Regions from separate parts of the Macaca mulatta genome. Here region 2 is linked to region 1. A link is a contact called in public Hi-C data. All regions are on one chromosome and are shown on one strand. The core of a region is the stretch at or near the end of the contact, and the rest is flanking DNA. Distances in the headings are between cores, read along the strand shown. Region 1 holds the start of SLC3A2 (solute carrier family 3 member 2). Region 2 holds the start of NXF1 (nuclear RNA export factor 1).

The links. Hi-C and Micro-C count contacts between places; a contact is called where the count stands out from the background.
Region 2: a Hi-C map of cortical neurons shows a contact between it and region 1, with 2.2 times the contacts expected there. The contact joins the promoter of NXF1 here to the promoter of SLC3A2 in region 1. A contact is called at or near these places in 2 of 14 Hi-C or Micro-C datasets (cortical neurons and fetal cortical plate).

Annotation. Positions count from the first base shown.
Region 1 is chr14:11,200,515-11,207,777 of T2T-MMU8v2.0, reverse strand. SLC3A2 (solute carrier family 3 member 2) reads left to right here and starts at 4,721. Exons shown (of 12, transcript XM_077962507.1): 1 at 4,721-4,970. The coding sequence starts at 4,859. It overlaps LOC718486 (a long non-coding RNA gene), which reads right to left and starts at 5,347. Exons shown (of 10, transcript XR_013403642.1): 1 at 4,459-5,347; 2 at 4,022-4,063; 3 at 3,732-3,815; 4 at 3,485-3,535; 5 at 3,110-3,142; 6 at 2,626-2,672; 7 at 2,398-2,430; 8 at 2,151-2,187; 9 at 1,655-1,716; 10 at 319-1,280. It overlaps LOC114672513 (small nucleolar RNA SNORD26), which reads right to left and starts at 3,964; the gene lies at 3,891-3,964. LOC114672512 (small nucleolar RNA SNORD27) reads right to left here and starts at 3,680; the gene lies at 3,609-3,680. It also overlaps LOC114672511, LOC114672519, LOC114672510, LOC114672514, LOC114672515 and LOC114672518, and 1 more gene.
Region 2 is chr14:11,246,817-11,254,079 of T2T-MMU8v2.0, reverse strand. NXF1 (nuclear RNA export factor 1) reads right to left here and starts at 3,365. Exons shown (of 22, transcript XM_077962523.1): 1 at 3,041-3,365; 2 at 2,615-2,730; 3 at 657-843; 4 at 283-436. The coding sequence starts at 691. STX5 (syntaxin 5) reads right to left here. Exons shown (of 11, transcript NM_001261004.2): 11 at 3,883-4,489. The coding sequence ends at 4,330.

The DNA.
Region 1 (7,263 bases), core at 3,472-5,971:
CAAGAACAAGACTCCACCTGCTGGTTAAAGTGAAGGTTTGCTTGAGCCCAAAAGCTTGAATTTGTAGTGAGCTTGTGATCCTGTCACTGCACCCTAGGACTAGGCAAGAGGGAAACTTTAAAAAAAGCTCCAATGTAATGGTATTGTACACACCAAGATGGATGCTCTGCTCAGATCAGGTTAGTCATTTAACATACTGCCTAGCAGGCAGACCCTGTCAAGACCCCAGTTCCAGGGACTTGAGGGAACATGAGAGGAAGCCAGTTTCCCATGGAAATTTACACACTGGTGCTAAGGAGGCACATACAAACAGGACTATGTAATCAATCATTTTATTATTTTCATCAACAACCAATACAGCAACACAAATTGACAGCCACTCCTCAAGGGAACCTTTTTTTGTAGTTTAGAGCAATGCCCTGAATGAGCTACCTACATGGCACACAGTATTTGCAACATGCAAATGGAGACCTAAAGGCTCATGATGGGAATAGAAGGTGGCTCTATACAGAGGAACAGAAATGGAGTTATGGGAAGCTCAATCAACAATTGGCAACAAGCTAGGTCAGTAGTTTGCCAAACTGGCCATCTATGCAGTGCCTGAGTTTTGGTTCTGGGCTTGGATCATGTAAGAAAGGCAGCAAAGTCTGGGTGCCAAGAATCACACCTACAATCCCAGCACTTTGGAAATCTGTGGTGGGAGGATCTCTTAAAGCCGGGGCCTTGAGCGCAGCCTTGGTAGTAAAACCAAGCCCTTGTATCTAAAAAACAAAAGGGCAGGTAGATTCCACAGAAATAATGTTGCAGGAAGGGGGTGATAAAATACAGAAACATTAACACACAGCAAACCCTCAACTGTTTCATTGGCTCCCAGTGTCTTAATCTGTGTCTGCTAACATTTTAAGGTACATCTAAAAGACCCCCTAAACCCAGCAAGCTTTTCATTTAAAATTCCTTCAGTGAGGTACATCTAGGGAAAAAGTCCCTAAAGTGTGCTGATAAATTAGGCTCCTTGAATGCTGCCTTGGAGTAGGAAATGCAGCATTAGACAGACTGCCTAAGCAAGCTGGGTAAAACCCAGTTAAAAATAGCAAACTCTCAAGGGGTCACTTCCTTGTGCCCAGGTAGACCCACCCAAAGGCATGATTCACAGTAAAGCTTTGAAAAAAAAAAAGCAGCCACGCCATTAAGACGACTAAAATTATGCTGTGGTAACTTCAACAGCTAGGTTATCCAAGGACTTGGAAAATTCACCTTCTGATGTCCTCCAAGACAGATTCCTGCAGAGGAAAAACAAAAGTTCTTATTGGATTGGAAAATATGAATGTACACAATAGTTAACACTATGTAACCTAAGAGTAAAAGGTTGCTATTATAAAACCAGTTAAATATTTAAACAGATACCTACCATTTCTTATGCACCTTGTTCTTTACTCAGACCTGGAAAAATTAAAATCAATGTTTTCAACAAGTGCTGATTACTCCCTTTCTTTGTATAGAAATATTTGTCATCCCTCAGACAGTTCCTTCTGGAACAAATCTTCCTCTTTTCCCCCAGCCAGTCCCAGTGGGTTCACCTTTACAGGCTCTGGGACTAGGACAGAGAGTAAGACGTGTGAAAGTTTCTTCATTGGGAATTTTTAGCACAGTCCACCTTACATTTCGGTTTACTCACCTGTAACTGCAGTCTGGAGTCAACAGTAACACCTAGTTTTCCTGCAAAATCAAGAAAAAATCATGTAGTCTTGAGAGACTTTCATTCTACAGTACATTTTACAATCTCTCAACTATATCTGTTGCTTGGCAGACAGAAGTTTCAGGGCACATTTTAGAGGAAACACTACTTAGCCCAAGAACTTCCTATTGGCTGTAATGCCTCCTCAAATAACTTGTAATTTTTAGAAGTTGTCACTGGAAGGCAGGCTCACAGCTCAGAAAATACCTTTCAGTCACATTGATCAGACTGGGGCGGTATTCAACTCATCACTGGTGAGCAGGTGATCATCACTTGGTGGTCCAGGAGATCAAAGATTTGGGTTAAGCCAGTTCTATCTGTACACATCCACCCAGACCACAGTGCTATCACACACAAAAATCACAGAAAATTGTATATAGCAGCCATTGATGGCAGCTATTGCAAAGCCACTTACCTCAAACTCCTCGAGTGCTAGAGAGAAGGTGCTGGCCCTGAAAGGAGGAAGACCAAGTCAGTAGTGCTTCTCCTATCCTGCATTAAGTTGTTCCCACGCATCATTCTTAGAAAATCAGATTTCAGAGTCTCAACAGCAAGTCATCAGCCGAACGAGATTCCATGTAAGTCATCATATATACAGGCCTAAAAAGGCAGTTTTTTCTACTCTATATGCTGGATGCATTGAATACAGTGAAATTACTCACCTTAGAGCCAAAGAGGTTATTGGTTAATAACACCTAGAGAAAAACAAAACTGTGGGTGAAAGATTCCTCAGACATGGTTACCCCCCACTCCCTGCATTCTCCAATTTCTCAGGTGTTCATGTATTTTCACTGTCAGTCATAGTGAGCTAGTTTGATTCATCATAGAAACTGTCTACTTGGTGGCATAAGCGGTAAGGAGCAAAAAAAAAAAAAAAAAAATCAACTAACCTCTCAGCTCTGAAGGTTTTTCAATAGTATATGGCAACAAGCTGCTCCTGAATCAAAAAAATCAATCAATTAGCTAATTATCCCAAACAGCCAAAACTATTTTAGTTACGGTTGCTAGTGGACAAGCTAAGAAAAGGTAACCAAATGCCTCAGACAGCTTATGGAATAAGCTCTCATGCCCTTTTTCAGTTAATCCTGGTGGGTTCACAATTACTGGTTCCCAGGCTAGAACAGGGCTGAGGCAGGATGTTTCCTCCTCATTGGAGCTGAACCGTGGAAACCTACAACTGACAAGCACTAGTCTGACCCTGGGCAGATCAGTGGGCATCTATCTGAGAGAAAAAAGGGGAGGTCTGGAAACATCACTACAGAGAACAAGAGGAACCAGAAAACTTTATGGTTTAAGCAGGCTTTGGTAACAAACATCAAGATGGCTAAGTTATCAATTAGATAATAGGCCCATAGAATTAAAAAAGCAACGTACTGTAAGATAGAGGCAGATTGTCATGAGGAATACCTGGAAAGCAAAGCAAATTAGTTATTTTAAGGTATTAGGATGGAATGAAACTTATTCAAAATCAACAACTGCCATCAGAACTCTAACATGCTATTAATTTTTGTACCTCACAGAACATCAGCTTATCAATTCAAATCATCTGACAGTAAAGTGATCGATATATGGATGAGGATAACAGCGCACCTTTACAAGAACTGTAGTACCGGGTTGCGATCTCGCTTCCCAGAAAATTATCTCAAGAGGAACAAGATGGAAGGCGCCAAAAAACAAAATTGCTTCCGCCGGCCACTTGTTCTCTTGTGAACATTTACAGAGATGACATACACCAATTTGAATAATTACCTGTATTCACCCTGGGAGGCAGCTGAATTCCTCAGGATAGATTATGAGATGCTGTAGACAACAGAGGAAGGCATTTTATGTACCTAAAAATAGTCATTCAAAGACCCCCGAAGACCTCGCTGTCACTTCTCAGTAGTAAGATGACATCACTTATAAGTTCAGCCATATGCTTGTCATTTTGTGTTCATCACGGAGTGGTTATCTAGCAAGGTCTCCTCTGTAAGAGCATAAAAGCATGTACACCTACCTGGAACATTACTGTAACGCTGGCTTTGCAGAAAGATGGGTCTTGTCCCATTCCTTCACCAGTGAGCTTTTGTGGGCTAAACATCTGAAAAAATAACAGCCTTCACTAACACCTCAGACAAATCAATAAGTCCCTGACATTTATTGCGTACAGTACAGTGCTACTCAGAATTTTTGTTTTCTCCACTAATCCATCAGAAAGAGAGAGTTCAGTTTGTAAAATCATCCCCGTAGCAACTTCTACACACTCAACGAAAGAGCAGAGGTTAAGAAATGGCCATAAGAACTTACTGTAACATAGAGCTCTCTTCGATTCCAACGTGCGCGTAAACCCTGCAGACAAGAGTCCAAGAAGACATTAGGTCAACACAGGGCATTTCGAAAACGCTATCTTCTGAGCCGACGGCTAAGTAGGAGGCTTGCAGGGCCCATCTCCTCAGAGTCACTTATCCTCACGGAGCTCAGTACAGGTCTGTGAAAAGGTCCTCATCATAGGGAGGGGACCCGCACGGCCCGCCATCGCCATCTTGTCCTTCACAAAGCCCCGCTGCTACTTAATTTAAGTCTCGAGGCCACCCACAAGACCTCACCCGCCAGTCACCCTGGCTAGACAGCTACAACACAGAAGGCATAGCGCGTGCTATGCGATGTCCGCACAATCGTTCAAAATAAAAGAAACGGACAAAGCACAAAACACTGACAGCTACAAATCTTACGAAATCACTTACCAGCGGCAGTAGAACAATGAGACCGAAATTGGCACGGAGAGACGATTAAATACCATCCCGCAGAGGCCCACGGGATTTGGGGGCGGTGCTATGGCGAGCGCACGCGCATACGTTGACCGCATGCGACCCCGGGGAGTTGTGGGTAGAGAGTTCCAGGGAAGGAGGGCGTGGACAAAGCGCTACCTGAACTTGCGGCGCGAAAAGGGCGCGCATGCGTCCTACGGAACCTCACCGACCGCATTGCGGCTTAGTTTTCTCACCCAGTGCATGTGGCAGGAGCGGTGAGATCACTGCCTCACGCGGATCCTGGACTGACGGTCACGACTGCTTACCCGCTAACCCTGTTCTGAGCTCCCCCTTCCCCCCACACACCCGAAACCTGTGTGCAGGATCCGCCTCCATGGAGCTACAGCCTCCTGAAGCCTCGACCGCCGTCGTTTCGATTCCCCGCCAGCTGCCGGGCTCACATTCGGAGGCTGGTGTCCAGGGTCTCAGCGCGGGGGATGACTCAGGTACTGGATCCCGAGCTAAACTCGGGAGGAGGTCCCCTTTGGGGGAGCCATTTCGGTAAAGTAAGTCAGGGCGTAAGTGCTCCACTGAAGACAGGATCTGATTTTTTTCTAACTGGTCCCCTATGTCCTGCCTTCTGGTGCGTTTTCTTTAGATCTTGGACTACTACGGGCCAGCATTAGCTAACATTTGTGGAGCACCGTCTTAAGCACACTGTATTAATCGATTAATCCATCAAAATCCCAAGAGCTAGGTAGGATGACAGCCCCCTTTATTGATGGGGAACCTTAAAGGGCTCCCGCGGTGCTGCCTGCTGCAACTCCTGCCCGATCACTATGGTTGCAGTCAGCTATAGACTGTTTTACTGAGACCGGACAGCATTAGTTCAGTCGTTCGTGGTAAACATCTACGTGTACAAGCACACTTTATAAACATTTTTTTTTTTCCGAGACAGAGTTCTGCTCTGTCGCCCAGAGTGCAGTGGCGGGATGTCGGTTCACTGCAACCTCTGCCTCCCAGGTTCAAGCGATTCTCCTTCCTCAGCCTCCTGAGTAGCTGGGATTACAGGCTCCCGCAATCATCAAGCCACGCTAATTTTTGTATTTTTAGGAGAGATGGGGTTTCATCACGTTGGCCAGGCTGGTCTCGAACTGCTGACCTGGTGACCTCCTGCCTCAGCCTCCCAAAGTGCTGGGATTACAGGCGTAGGCCACCACACCCGGCCTGGCTCAGCATTTTGGGAGGCCAAGGTGGGAGGATCTCTTGAACCCAAGAGTTCAAGACCAGCCTAAGCAACATAGTGAGAAACCGATACCCATCTCTACAGAAAAATAGAAAAAATTAGCCAGGAGCGGTGGTGCATGCCTGTAGCCTCAGCTACTTGGGAAGCTGAGGTGGGAGGATTGCTTGAGCCCAGAAATTTGAGGCTGTAAGTGAGTTGTGATCAAGCCACTGCACTGCACTCCAGCCTGGATGACTGAGTGAGACCCTGTCTCAAAAAAAAAAAAAAAAGTGGGACAGATAAACTATGGAAAATCAAGATGGCCCAGAGTAGACAGACAAGGCTGGGGAGGTTGTGAGTGGGAATGGCAGTTGGGAAATGCTTTATAGAGTGTCTGGGCCTGAAAGGGTTGAAAGACTCCGGAGGGGAATTCCAGTTAAAGAAACAACTGGAGCACAAGCTTGGTGCAAGAAAAAGAAAGAAGTGTGTGGCTACAATTCATGAAAGATGGGCAAAAGGGGAGTATTAGAATATAAAACTGGAATGTATTTCCTGGGGAAAGCCACATAAGCAGGACCTTGAGAGCAAAGCTAAATCACTTGAATCATAGATAGAAAAAAAAAACCAGGGAGAGTTTTTAAGTAGGAAAGTGATAAGACATTGGGGGATAAGATGGAGACAAGGTCATTAATTAGATTGCCATAGTAGTTTAGGCAAGAGGATTCAATACTAGCAAGTGTAACGGCAGTGGAAGTGGAAAAGAGGGGATTTGGGTTAGGGGTCTCCAACTCACATACAGAAATCAGCTAAGTAATGTAGGTAAGTGAAATGAACTGAGTTGGGACTCTGGTGAACTGGGCAGCCCTTTCACAGCTCCAGCTGATTGTTGCCTTGTGACAGTATTGTCTCTGTGTGATCAAATAGTTTTCAAAAGAATCCAGAAGTCCAGAATTGTGTATTTACCCACTTTAAAATGTTGAGTTTAAATTTTTTTGGCCGGGCGCGGTGGCTCATGTCTGTAATCCTAGCACTTTGGGAGGCCGAAGTGGGCGGATCACCTGAGGTCAGGAGTTAGAGACCAGCATGGCCAACATGGTGAAACCCCTTCTCTACTAAAAATACAAAAATAAGCCGGGCGTGGTGTGGGTGCGGTGGCGGGCGATTGTAATCCCAGCTACTTAGGAGGGTGAGGCAGGAGAAGCGGTTGAACCCGGGAGGTGGAAGTTGCAGTGAGCCAAGATCACCCCACTGCACTCCAGCCTGGGGGACAAGAGCGAGTCTCAAAAACAAACAAACAAAAAACCGAAATATGCCTGTGGGCCAAAGGTGGCCCTCATTGTGAGTTTGCAACCTCTTGTGTAGTGACATAGAATCTACTAGAAAATAGGGCATTTAAAAAAAAGTAGGCTAGGTAGAGCGGCTCACGCCTGTAATCCTGAAGGGGGCCAGCCCCTCCACACCTGTGGGTATTTCTCATCAGGTGGGACGAGACACTGAGAAAATAAGACAGAGAGACAAAGTATAGAGGAAGAAAAGTGGGCCTAGGGGACCGACACTCAGCATAAGGAGGACCC
Region 2 (7,263 bases), core at 2,116-4,615, 48 kb before region 1:
AACCCCGTCTCTACTAAAAAATAAAAAAACTAGCCGGGCGTGGTGGCAGGTGCCTGTAGTCCCAGCTACTCGGGAGGCTGAGGCAGGAGAATGGCGTGAACCCCGGAGGCGGAGCTTGCAGTGAGCTGAGATCCGGCCACTGCATTCCAGCCTAGGCGACAGAGCGAGACTCCGTCTCGAAAAAAAAAAAAAGAATAATTTTTGTGGAATAAAATTAAACATCTCTACTCTGAGCGTGGCCTCCGATCTCTACTGTACCATCTACTTGCTCAAAGTACTCACTGTAATCTTGAACCAGTTCTTTGAGGTCCCATCCTGGCTGGTGCCAGCCCCTCCTCTCTCTGGAGGAGCTCTGTCTCTCCGCACAGTAACATGAATGCGATCTCGATCATGCCAAGTATCACCCCGACGGTTAGGTCGGGTGGTATAGGGGTTGCTGTGGGTAAACAGAGGATAAAATGACCACAAATGCTAGGAAAGTCTTCTCAAAGACCTTCCTGCACTGTGTTGGCGGGACTAAACTAAGACTGTTCAATCGCTAAGCTAGTCCTGGCATTTCTCACTATAACAGGTGGGAAGGAAAATGACATGGACAGTAAAAGGGCCATATAATCTCATGAGCCACTAAATTCAAACCAGACCAACTGGTCACTTACTATCGTACTCGGGGACCATCCTGGGCATCACTCATTGCCACATCTCCATCATCTTCCTCCAGGCGGGAAGACCGAATACCAGAACCGCCTCTTCCAGACCTACGGTTTCCTTCACCATATTTCCACCGGAAGGGACCCCGGCCTTTTTTCTTTCTTTGAGGGAAATTAACGCGTTCATCATCGTGTTCTGGAGTTAGAAACAGGAACACAAATTAGAAGTAACTGGTCCGGCTTGGTGTGGCAATCATAGTTTCTACTCTGAACTACTGGAAGAGATACATACTAACTACACAGGCCATCTCCATGCAAACTCCGCTGCCTGTCCACAGGAAAGAACTCTCTCTGTGGGAGGTCAGCATCAAGGAAAAGTTATTGGAAATCTGTGCAGGGCTTTTGAAAAATGAAGTAGAAACTGGAATTAGAAGCAGAATGTATAAATGTGAGACCCCAAAGTGTAAGTGAACACAAATCAGACCTCTGAAAGCCACCTGAAATCTGCCACTCAATACTTTGTCTATACAGTACAGATGCCAGTTACAAATATGATCAGTTTAAGGATCCTCTAAAAATTCTCCTTGTTCTCAAATTGCCACTTTGAAGTTTTCTGAGGAGCTCTTCGATTCCTTGGCCAGAAATGCCCTTTAACTCAGGAGACAATTTCTAGACTCAGGCTCTAGTGGTAGTGCCAGGCTAGGGTGCTTAACCAGGGACCCTGGAATGCTCTCCAGGAATATGATCTGATTCATGCTGTGCAGGACTAGCGTCTTAAAAAGGGTCCCTAACTCCCAAAAGAGATCTGCCTAATACCGAGCACTCTGTAAACAATGAATCTCAACAAATGACCCTAGGAAAAAAGAACACAGAAGGCGCAGCTAACATTCATTGAGAACTGTTCTCCAGTACCGGCCACTATGCTTCAGGCACTTGATAGGAATGATCTCATTTTCCCCCCTACTTCCCCCCCAACTCTTAAGAAATACTGTTGTTATTCCACTTTAAAGGGGTGGAAGAGGAGAGTTTTAAATTCACGGTTTCAACCTCCACCATGCACTCCTAACTACTACAAAGAACTAACACCCAGTGTAGTGTTCAGACTGGAACATCCAGTTGATGTGTAAGTCTCGAATATTAAGCCAAAGCCCAGGCCCGAGGGTTCAAGACCGACTGGACGCAGTAAAAAATAGGGCACCAGGGCAGCCCATGAGTAGGGCACTAACTCACATTAAAGGAAGAGTCAGGCCGCCAAACCGAACTGACAGGCATCAACCACCCACAAAGTTCAAAGGAATCCCGTCCCCCTACCCCCGAGCCACCCGCTCCGAGCCGCAGGTCCCCCAACACCAGGATTCCAGGAGGAATCCAGGAGTCAACAACTCGGTAATCCACCTCGAGTGCCCCCGACCCCCCGCGCGCCGCTCCCCGCGGACGTCGGGCCCCTGGCGGCCTCACGCCCCGGAGGCTGAGGCCTAGGCCGGCGCCGCCCACCCGCGCCCCAGATAGCCGGTTCCCGACCCGAGGACCAGCACTGACCGCTGTACGACTTCCCCTCGTCCGCCATGCCACAGCGAAGAGCAAGGGCGGGCTCAAGCGCTGGCCGCTACGCCGGCAAACGACCGAACGCCCAAGCACTCAGGACCGAAGTGTCCCTACGCCGGGCGCCACCGCATTTATATAGCAAAGCACGTCGCGCGCCGCTGACGTCCCAGGCTGGAGGCGGTGTCGCCGCCCGGAGAAAGCGCGACCCCCTGCGCGTGCGCACACTTAAGGCCGTCGTGCGAGGGGCGGGGCCTGACCCTCCGCGCCCCGCCCAAGACCTGAGCTTGCGGAACCCCGGCTGGTAGCCAGCAGGTCCCCGCATGTTTTCATCTGTCCGCTGACGCTGCCCTGGCAGCTTGAGTTAGTGCTAGAGCAGAGTGCTGCCGCTGCAGCCCAGAACTCAGCGGGGAACGGGGCCGTACCAAGGGCTTCCGAGGAATGGAGACCGCGCCTCCGGGTGGGAGTGATGGCTCAGACCCCTACCCGCATCTAGCCAGTGTGTCAGCTCGGCTCCTTGTCTATGCCTCGCTTTCTTCGCCTATAAGATGGATTAACAAATCACGAAGTTGAGAATTAGAATGTGAGCTCGAACGTTGACTAAAGGCTTTTTTTCCCTCGAGGGCTTGACTCGGCAGGTACTATGCCTGGCACATAGTAAAAATTCAACATGTATTTGTGAAATAAATGAATTTCTATTCTGTGAATTTCCCCCACCCCACCCTGAGTTGCTGAGTCAAATGAGACGACATCTGTCAGGGGTTTGCCGAGCATTGTCTTCACAGACCTTCCATCAATGGCGTCCCCTGTTAGAAACCCATCGTGTCAACGGGGCAGACAGTGAAGCTCACCAGCAGTGGCAACTTGCTGGAGATGCCGAGGAGGAGGACATTTTAAAATATCAGGGCCTTGGGCTCTCCTAGACCCCCAAAAGCACCACCATCAGCCCCTGATTGATTGTTGTCTCTATAGCTTCAGCTTCCTTTGGAATGTATGAGACAGGGGCACTGGAGCGTCCTCAGAATGTGGTTGCGAGTCTTGGTCAGGAAGAACAAAGCACATTAATCTCTCTGGACGGTGGGTATTTTGGGCAGGTGTTTCCTCCATTCTCTGTGACTGGCTTTGATTTGGTGAAGTGCTTTGAGGGAATCAAAAGCCTCAACTGGAGTTGGGAACAAATTCTTCACCTTCCACTCCTGGCAGCAGGCAGAGCTTCTGCCTTGCTTAGCTCAAGGAAGAATTACGGCCAAATAGTTGGAGGATACAGATGAAACAGGTCCAAACACTGTTTGAGATGGTCTTGGAAGCTGCCACCAATCAGGGACCCCCTCTGGGATCCTGCTTCTGTGTGAAAGGAAGTTTCCATGCTAATCAAGTGTTGCAACACTTGGTTCTCCCCTGTCTAGAGGCAGCTGTGTGTCAGAGCCCAAAATAGCCTGCCTCAGCAGTGATACCTGGCACAGCCATTAGCCCAACCCTTTCAGTTCTGGTACTGGGCAGTGGGCTCACTCCACTCGCTGCCTAGGCCCTTCGACGCTCCCACCCAGAAATGATGACATGGCTAGTGAGGCTGACAGTCTTGCTGTAATTGGGAGAAAACGGGCTGCAGCACATTTGGCAGATTGAGAGTCACCAGCAGCCAATGTCAGGGGTTGTGCAGGCAGCTGAAGGGCTCAGGGTTCCCTGCCCCACATGGTGAAAGAGGAAGAAAGAGGTCAATTGGGAAAATTGGTCCCTGGGGCTGCTTCCTCTCTTCACTCACAGGAAGGTGGGGAAAGGCATCATCTCCCTTTGCTGCCAACGTTTCCTTTGGGAGAGGCTGGAGAGGGTTTATAAAAGTCTCCTAGTGGAGACAACCTACCCCACTGGCCCCCAGCTGGCCTCTGTTCCCTTCCAGTCACTTCACACACAGAGTCCAAATCTAGAACCCTGTGTGTTTCATAGGCCTGAGGGTGGTGGGGGGAGGACAGGGTGGCCAGAGGCAAGGGGTGGGGGGTCAGGGGCAGTGGCCATTCTTTGCAGTTCCAGGGAAACAGGGCCTTTCTCCCAAGCACCCTGCACAGGCTCAGTGGCAGCACTGGCCACGTGCCTTCCTAGGAGGGTCCCAAACCCCAACGGAGTGCCTCAGAGTGGAGAGGGTTCAAGCAAGGAAGACCACAAAGATGATGAAGAAGACAATGAGGATGAGGAAGATTTTGACCATGAGCCACCGGTTGGAGGTGACTGACTGGAAGTACTTGAGGATCTCTGAATGGGCGGCCTCAACGTCCAGCTGGGCTCCCAGCACGTTCTCGTCGATCCTGGGGACAAGGCCGGGAGAAGAGGAAACAAAAGGACACTGGATTAAAAAGAATGCTGCTGAAGTCTATTTATTGACATGGAAAGATGGTCACAATATGATCCCATTCTTATATATATATATTTGTGTATAGAAAAAGTTTTGGAAGGATACTATAAACAAGTTATTTCTGGCTTGAAAACCAACTCTGCCATTTATTAACTTAAGACTCTTAAGTTAGTCTAACTTCAAGCTTCATTTTCCTCACCAGCAAAATGAGGATAACCCAAGCCCTGCCTTCTCTCAGACTGCTGTCAGTCTTCAATTAGTTAGTATAAAGTCCCTAACCCACAAGAGCCCCAAAAATATTAGTTATAATTTTTGCTCATCAGTATTTAGATTTTTATCTGGTGAGTATGTATTATATTTATTGTAAGGGGAAAAATGTTCACAGACCATTACAGTCAAGAAATCATGGTTCTGAGTGAAAAAGAAAAATGTAATGACATGGACAGGAAGTCACGGGATAAGAAAAGCTCTATGGCCAGCCATGGTGGCTCACGCCTGTAATCCTAGCACTTTGGGAGGCTGAGGTGGGCAGATGGCTTGAGCTCACGAGTTTGAGACCAGCCTAGGCATCATGGGAAAACCCCATCTCTGCAAAAAATACAAAAATTAACTGGGTGTGGTGGTGTGACCCTATAGTCCTAGCTACTTGGGAGGCTGAGGTGGGAGGACAGCTTGAACCCAGGAGGCTGAGGAGCTCGAGGATGCAGTGAGATTGTGCCACTGCACTCCAGCCTGGGTGACATAGCAAGACTTTATCTCAAAAAAAAACAACAACAAAAAACCACCAAAAAAAAAGGTATATGGACCCTAGTTTTGGCCGGGCTGTAATCCCAGCACTTTGGTAGGCCCAGGCAAGAGTATCACTTGAGCCTAGGAATTGGAGACCAGCTTGAACAACATGGTAAGACTCTGTCTCTATTTAAAAAAAAAAAAAAAAAAAAAAAGGCCGGGCGCGGTGGCTCACGCCTGTAATCCCAGCACTTTGGGAGGCTGAGACGGGCGGATCATGAGGTCAGGGAATCGAGACCATCCTGGCTAACACGGTGAAACCCCGTCTCTACTAAAAATACAAAACAATTAGCTGGGCGTGGTGGCGGGCGCCTGTAGTCCCAGCTACTCGGGAGGCTGAGGCAGGAGAATGGCATGAACCCGGGAGGCGGAGCTTGCAGTGAGCCAAGATCGCACCACCGCACTCCAGCCTGGGTGTCTGAGCAAGACTCTGTCTCAAAAAATAAATAAATAAAATAAAATAAAATTTAAATAAGTATATCGGAGGATGTGAGTAGATTACAAGCAAATATGACAAGATGTTATGGGCCTTTAGTGAAACCCCGTCTCTACTAAAAATACAAAAAATTAGCCGGGCCTGGTGGCAGGCACCTGTAGTCCCAGCTACTCGGGAGGCTGAGGCAGGAGAATCTCTTGAACCCAGCAGGTGGAGCTTGCAGTGAGCCAAAATCATGCCACTGCACTCCAGCCTGGGTGACAGAGCGAGACTGCATCTCAATAATAGTAATAAATAAATAAATAAAATAAAATCAGATGGGGAAACTTGAACATGGGCTGATTACTGAATCATGCTGGAGAATTGTTAATTTTCTTAGCTTGAAAATGACATTATGGGTTGGGCGCGGTGGGTCACGCCTGTAATCCCAGCACTTTGGGAGGCCGAGGCCGGTGGATTACGAGGTCAGGAGATTGAGACCATCCTGCCTAACACGGTGAAACCCCATGTCTACTAAAAATACAAAAAATTAGCCAGACGTGGTGGCGGGTGCCTGTAGTGCCAGCTACTCAGGAGGCTGAGGCAGGAGAATGACGTGAACCTGGGAGGCGGAGCTTGCAGTGAGCGGAGATCGTGGCACTGCACTCCAGCCTGAGCAACAAAGCAAGACTCCATCTCAAAAAAAAAAAAAAAAAAAGACAGAAAATGACATTATGGCTGTTTAGGAGAATGCCTTATTCTTAGCATGCTGAATGAAGTATTTCGGGATAAAACAGCATGACATTTGCACCTACTTTCAAATAATTCGGCAAAAGAAAGAGGGGAAAGGCTGAGCATGGTGGCTCATGTCAATAATCCCAGCACTTTGGGAGGCTGAGGTGGGCGGATCACAAGGTCAGGGGTTTGAGACCAGCCTGACCAACATGGTGAAAACCTGTCTCTACCAAAAATACAAAAATTAGCTGGATGTGATGGCAGGCACCTGTAACCCCAGCTACTCAGAAGGCTGAGGCAGGAGAACCACCTGAACCCGGGAGGCAGAGGTTGCAGTGAGCCGAGATCTCGCACCGCTGCACTCCAGTCTGGGTGACAGAGTGAGATTCCGTCTCAAAAAAAAAAAAAAAAGAAAGAAAGAAAGAGAGGAAAAAAAGTGATAAAATGTTAACTACTGGTGGCCAGACCAGATGGCCCATGCCTGTAATCCCAGCACTTGGGAAGCCAAGGTGGCTGTACTGCTTGAGTTCAGGAGTTCGAGACCAGCCTGGGGAAAATAGGAGACTCCGTCTCTACAAAAAAAAAAATGTAAAAATTAGCTGGACATGGTGGCATGTACCTGTTATTCCAGCTACTGGGGAGGCTGAGGTGGGGGGATCACTTGTGCCCAGAAGTTTGAGGCTGCAGTGAGCCATTATTGTGCTACTGCACTGTAGCCCGAGTGTCACCTTGTCTCAAAAGAAAAGAAAAAAACAAAGATGAAAACAAAGTTAGTGACTACAGGTGAA